Linked DNA regions of Sus scrofa: region 2 is linked to region 1. The links are chromatin contacts, called in public HiChIP or PLAC-seq maps. All regions are on one chromosome and are shown on one strand. The core of a region is the stretch at or near the end of the contact, and the rest is flanking DNA. Distances in the headings are between cores, read along the strand shown.

The links. HiChIP or PLAC-seq counts read pairs in DNA pulled down with a chosen protein or histone mark.
Region 2: an H3K27ac HiChIP or PLAC-seq map of alveolar macrophages shows a contact between it and region 1. The contact joins two enhancer-like sites. A contact is called at or near these places in 4 of 47 Hi-C or Micro-C datasets (alveolar macrophages, epiblast stem cells, liver and 1 more) and 1 of 2 datasets of contacts at active chromatin or transcription factors (alveolar macrophages).

What each region holds. Positions count from the first base shown.
Region 1 is chr1:223,704,145-223,707,367 of Sscrofa11.1, forward strand. No RefSeq gene overlaps it. Among named protein-coding and RNA genes, the nearest start is that of KLF9, 42 kb to the right of the region's middle. Within about 2 kb of position 1,862, at least 3 of the 83 cell types and tissues checked have an H3K27ac peak or open chromatin away from gene starts, as enhancers often do. A contact at or near this core is called in alveolar macrophages and mesenteric adipose tissue, where this site is marked.
Region 2 is chr1:223,813,428-223,816,622 of Sscrofa11.1, forward strand. No RefSeq gene overlaps it. Among named protein-coding and RNA genes, the nearest start is that of KLF9, 67 kb to the left of the region's middle. Within about 2 kb of position 1,399, at least 17 of the 83 cell types and tissues checked have an H3K27ac peak or open chromatin away from gene starts, as enhancers often do. A contact at or near this core is called in alveolar macrophages and mesenteric adipose tissue, where this site is marked.

The sequences.
Region 1 (3,223 bases), core at 612-3,111:
ATTCTTTTTAAGATTCATTGTCCTTCTTCTCCTCTCTTGCTTGAAAAATATGCCTTAATGAGTAGCAAAGAAAAGCATCTTGGTATAAGACAGCCTGGAGGATTTGGAGCCATGAAGGCAGCCTGTACGTAGATGCTGCCTTCAATGCCTACCTTGGACCAGTGACAGAACACCTCTGTTTCTATTTCAGCATCTGTAAAGTGGAGATAGAAATGGTATCTACCTCCCAGAGTTGTTGCAGGGATTAAATGAGATAACACATGTTCCAAGACAGAGCCACCCTCACTCCTCCATTTTTGTCAAGTACTCTCAAAATCTTTTTATATTAATATATTAATACAAACAATGAACTCCAGACTCTGTGCTCAATAAGTTAGATATACTATATTATTTAACCATACAGGCATTGTGTAAGTCCTGGTATCATCTGCAGCTTGTAGAGAAGGTAACTTTAAGGCTTATGAATATCAGGTCTCTTATTTACTCAGAGTTACACAGTAAGTGGCAGGGCTGAGATTTGAGCCTATCTTGTTTCAGAGACCAAGCCTTGCTTTTCTGACTGCCTTTGTATTCAATTTTTGTATCTGACTGATCTCCCTCGACTTCTTCTGGAGGGGATCATATTTTCCTTGTTCTTTTTAAGATGTATTTTCTAACTTTGATTTGATATTGGTCTTATCACCTCAAATATTTGCCAAGCAAAATGGATACAAAAAAATTAATACTGATATGAAAAGCCTTTTTGTACAAAAATCTTTCCTATGAGCTCCCATGCTTGCCTCACACTTCAATTTCTATAGCCATTTTCTGACATTGTAGCAACCTTGCCTGCCAATTCATTGACTCCTTAAATCATCTTCAGGATTACCTGGCATTTTGAATTCATTTTTTTCATCTTTCCCAAGCCTTTGTCATACTTTATCTTTGTCAATTGGGTATTTTTCTCTCCAGAGCCATACTTCCTCCTTACCAGTCTTAAAACATAGAGCAACAGAAATTCAGAATTTTCTTCTCCCTTCTATCTTTTTCACATGGAAATGGCATAATGGAAAATGACTCTAAATTCATTGGCCCTTGTGAAGTAGAGTCTGACTTGGTTGTTGACATTTGACTTCTGTGGTTTGTAAGCCTCTTCTGCCTGTGCCACACATCTGGGCAAGGATTAAATGAGATAACACATGGAGAGTTCAGGTACCCCGTCCTTCCATGTGGGTGGTTTAAACCTCATAGGTCTCTGCCCACCTGCAGGAACCCTCAACCCAACCTCACCCCTAACCATGTAAAAGCCCATGCTACTCTCCCCTTCTTGCACTCAAGCCAATTTTGGATAAACTTGGGAGCCTACTCTCTCTATATGAGTCCTACTCCTATTTTATGAATAATAAATTTTTCATACCTCTTGGTGCAGTGAGGCATCGTTAGCCTGGGTGTCTGAACCATAGTTGGGGTGGGGGGATCCATTCTGTTCCTGCAGAGCCTTCACAGCACCTTGTGTTGAAGGAATCCTTTTTTTTTTTTTTTTTTTTTTTAATCTCTCTTGAGTTGCCTTCTGTGTTTGCTGCCTTATAATATTTGGTACCTAGAAGTTGCTTGACCTGCCTCACCACTGTTCTAATGCTGACTCTTTAATTCCCTTGAACTCAGTGTATTTCCTGATCTCTTCCCTTTGTTTTCTTAGTGTAGACCAAACCTTCTCACCAGCCCCTTCTTTATTTGTTCTTCCTTATTTTTATTACTATTATTCCCCCTTTCTTCTGTGTATGTTTTTCTACTTTCGGTTGCCTCTTGCTCCAGTTCCTATCATGTACTCTATTCACTTCCACAAGTACTATCAAAACCAGACATGTGTCATAGAGAAGCAGACAGATCTATTGGGAAATGAATACTTCCAGTCATGATTTTGCAATTTTTCAACCAGCAATGACTCTTCTACCTTAACAAATAATGGTGATATATTTAAAGTGAAAGTTACATATTTAAAGTGAAGGTTACAAATACTGCCTATACAAATACTGGAAAGTTGCATTTTAAAGGTAATGTATTTTCAATTGAAAATGTAAAAAGAAAGAAAGAAATATATGTGTATAATACACAAATGGTAGATAAGGAAGGCTCCCTCTTACCTCAGACTCCCCTCCCTTTCCCCAGAGGCAATTACTGAAACACTTTATTAGCTACATTTCCAGAAGACAGCAAAGCAAACATTTTATATATATACTTATTATAAATGTGTGTGTGTATATATATATATATATATATAAGCATGTGTGTGTGTGTATATATATATATATATACACATATAAGCAAATTTTTAAATTTTGTGTATACTTAAAGAGACACTTAAAAAACCATCACAAATAGAAACATGCTATACTAAGGTAGACATGAGAATCAGAGACCTTGCCTACTTTAAATTCTGTGTCCCCACTGTTCAGACAGTATCTGGTATTTAGTAGATGTGCAATAAATAATTGAATGAATGAATAATGCTATTCACAATATTTATCCTGAGAAGTGTCCCATATCATACATAAGTTCTATGTCATTCTTTTTAACAGCAAATTTTATTCCATTTTCTAAATTTGTCATAGTTTATTTAATTGAGGCTATGTGATGGACATTTAGGTTCTTTCTAAACTTCTCTCTATAGAAGATTAATTTAATGATAAATAATTTATGCAATGCTTCTCACATGTTGCTTTTACACTCTGAGGCTAATAAATTTTTTTTTTCAGGAATATGTTGTAAGAATTGATCATCCGATTAGAGGTTTGGGGTTTACTGTTTTGAAGAAAACCTACTAAAGCTACTTAAATGTGAGAGAAATATCCAATAGAAAATGTAGAATGTGTTGACAAACAGGCAAGTGGCATCCCTGAATGAAAAAAAAAAATTCAGCACTTACGAGAATAAAGTGGTAGCTTAAAATTAAAAAAAAAAAATTGTAAAAGCTCCCTGGAATGAACAGATGTTATTTATCTGTGAAGTGACTGTAGGAAGCAGTGTTTGTTTGTTTACCAGTTTGCTCTTGGGCAATTTAATAGGAATTCAAGTTTGCTCTTGGGCAATTTAATGGGAATTCTAGATTAAAAATTTTAAACAATTAAAGTATTGCTTACATAACAGAATAGGTATAAACAATTTAAAACAACTCAAGTATTTCAGATTGAGAGGAACAATGAAGTCTGGGAGGGAATCCAGACATTCATTAAACTTACCATCC
Region 2 (3,195 bases), core at 149-2,648, 110 kb after region 1:
GGGCTAAAGGCACAAGGTGGTATCAAGAAAGTTCCAGATACTCAGCTTCTCTAAGACCTGGGATTTGGCTTGCATCCAGGTGAGGGTGGTTTGCTGCCCTCTGTTGTCTAAACATGATCTTTTCACTCATGCCCTTTCATGAAGACTTCTCACCTGGACCACCCTAGCGACTCTCCAAAGAGGCCTCTTCCTCTAAACCTTCCCCTCCATCCACTCTGTCTGTGGCCACTAGATCCATTTCACTAAAGGCCCTGTCTTGTCTTGTTATTCCTCCACTCAGAAACCATCAGTGGCTCTTAGCACCCATGGCATAATTAGTTTGTATAATCAAAGTGTTTGTGCTTCACCCCAGAGGGTATGAACCCCATAAATTCTGACTTCCTTCCCTGAGGACAGGACTGGGAACTGGGGAGAAGGAGGGACAGTATGCTGGGGACCCTTTCTCCTGCCCATGTCCCATTCTCAGTTGGTCCTGGGATGATCCTGCCTTTTAGCCAAATATCATTTCGACTTGGAGTTCTGTCTCATCCTAGGCTTCCATCAAGCCTTCTAACAACCTTACTTCTATGAACCGAGAAAGGTAACTGAGAAAGGAGATAAAGAGTAAGTTGGTGATGGCTAGTTCTTGGCACACATGCTATCACATCTCTCCTCCCTCACCCGTGGCAGATGTGACTAGTCCATTTTTGTCCAATGCGCCCAACAGAGTCCTCAAAAAATCTTTTCAACACTACTCCAGACGGCCCCTACCAGTCAACTGAATTTAGCAGGTGAGATGAAATCTGTTACCTCCGCACCCAGCTCTTCCAAAGAGTGAAACTTTAAACTTTGTTGAGATTGGATACAAAAAGACATGCATAGGCCACTAAAGTGGACCCACAAATGGCAGGGGCTCACAACTGAGGGATAACTGTATTTTGAGATTTAACCAAAGATTTCCCCCTCATTTCCTTGTAAATCCTAGGCCTTCCCTGATTTCGGGATAAGGACATTCTGCTTCTAGTCTCTTGGTGAATGAATGACTCAGCAAAAATACAGGGGGGCTGGTGCTGGGAGAGCTAAGGGTCAAGTAGAAACAGACTTTTGAAACTCCTGGCAGAGGTGGTAAATTGCAGAAAGAAAAAAAAGAGAAAAGCTCAAGCTTTGGAGTTTCAAAAGCATGAACAAGGGGATTCAGAGCCTTGAGAATACATGATGAATAGCAAAAAGAAAGAAAACAGACAAACAGGGAAAAGCTCTTCTTGAGTGGAAGTCGGAGCAGGGAGGAGTGACCAGCATGGTATGGAATGTGAAGGTCTTCCCCTAAACTCTGAGTTTCTCTAAACTCAGGGTAGTGTGAGAACTGCAGACTGGGCCCTGTGCTTCCGAGGGTGGCATGAATGAAACCTGGAGAGCCAGTGATCACCAGACAAACCACAACAACATAGCGGAAGACAGTATGGGGAGCCCCCCCATGAGGCCTGTGTGGTAGACGATGACACGAAGAACCTGGCGACTCGTACCCCTGAAATCCTGGGGAGTTCTGAGAAAATGAGAATCTCTAGGAATCCTTAACTGAGATTAAATTCCTGCCGCTGAGCATGGGGGAGTTGAAAAAGGGAAGTTACATTTCGTCACAGGAAAGGAAAGAACGTTACATCATGGGCCCCTGACTAGCCAACTAGGCCTCCTTCCTCATTACACATAGAAAGAATTTGTATGCATTACACATAGAAAGACATGCCCCCAAACTGTAATGAGGAGGTGACATTTTCTGGCTCTTTTGTCTTTTTTCCTTTGCTTTTCTATTTTGGCCACCCTGCCACATATGGAGTTCCCAGGTCAGGGATCAGATCAGAGCTTCAGTTGCAACCTAAGCCACAGCTGCAGCAACGCTGAATCTTTAAACCACTGTGCCAGGCAGGGATCAAACCTGCATTCTAGTGCTCCCAAGACACCTCTGATCGCTTTGCACCGCAGTGGGACCTCTTGATTGTGGCCTGGGAGGTGTATCAGAGGTCTCTGGTAGGAAGCAGAGAGGGAGGCAAGGCTCCCGCTTGTCTGGAGCGCTGGCTGTGGATCTGGTCCTTTACTCCCGAAAGACCTTCTCCTGCCTCGGAGAAGATGCAGCTGCCATGAGAGAAGCAGGGAAGGTGGCAGGGACAGCCCTGACACGCAGAACAGCTGTGTAATCAGGACTGCAGACCGAATGCACTGCACGGATAGGAGATTTAATGAGTCAGCAAGGTGAGGCCTGGGCCAGTGGATTTTTCCTTAAGTCCTGGAGCACTATAGATATGTAAACTAGGCCTCCTCAATAAGAAAGGAGAGCAGAAAAGATTTTTTGGCTCATAGAGGGTAGTGTATTTCCAGCCCATTAGCCCTGAAAGAATAGGTAGATTGGAAATATAAATATTTTAAAGAAGGGGTTAATTTACGGTTTCTTTCTTTTTTTCTGGCCTCACCAGCAACGTATGGAAGTTCCCAGGCCAGGGATCAATCTGGCACCACCACAGAGACAAACTGCCACAGCGGGAATTCCAATTTAGGATTTCTTTTTTTTTTTTTTTTTTTTGGTCATTTTAGGGCCACACCCACAGCATATGGAGGGTCCATGCTAGGGGTTCAATTGTAGCTGTAGCCGCCAGCCTATGCCACAGCAACAGCCACAGCCACAGCAATTTGGGATCCCAGCCGCGTCTACAACCTACACCACAGCTCACAGCAATGCTGAATTCTTAACCCACTGAGTGACGCCAGGGATCGAACCCGAGTCCTCATGGATGCTAGTCGTGTTCGTTAACCACTGAGCCACAACGAGAACTCCCAATTTAGGATTTCTTAACATTGGCATTACCGGCATTCTGGGAATTCTTTGCTGGGGGACAGGGTGCAGCTGTCCTGCACACTGCAAGATCTTTAGCGACACCCTGGGCCTCTGTGCATCAAATGACAGGAACATCGCTCACCCCAGTTGTGACAACCAGGAGTGCGTTCAGATAGTGCTTTATGTCTGGGGCTTGGGGAAATGGGCCAAAATGCCCCCAATGGAGAACACTAGGTTAATATTCACCCCCACATGGATCATGGAATAGGGGTCATATAAAAAGAAAGTAGGATCTGTAGTGCAGTAAGTCTGGAAATGCTGAGTGAAAACAAGCTAAACAGAGCATTTTATTTGTAGGACTTCTCAGGCCTGCAGCATGCCCACGAACA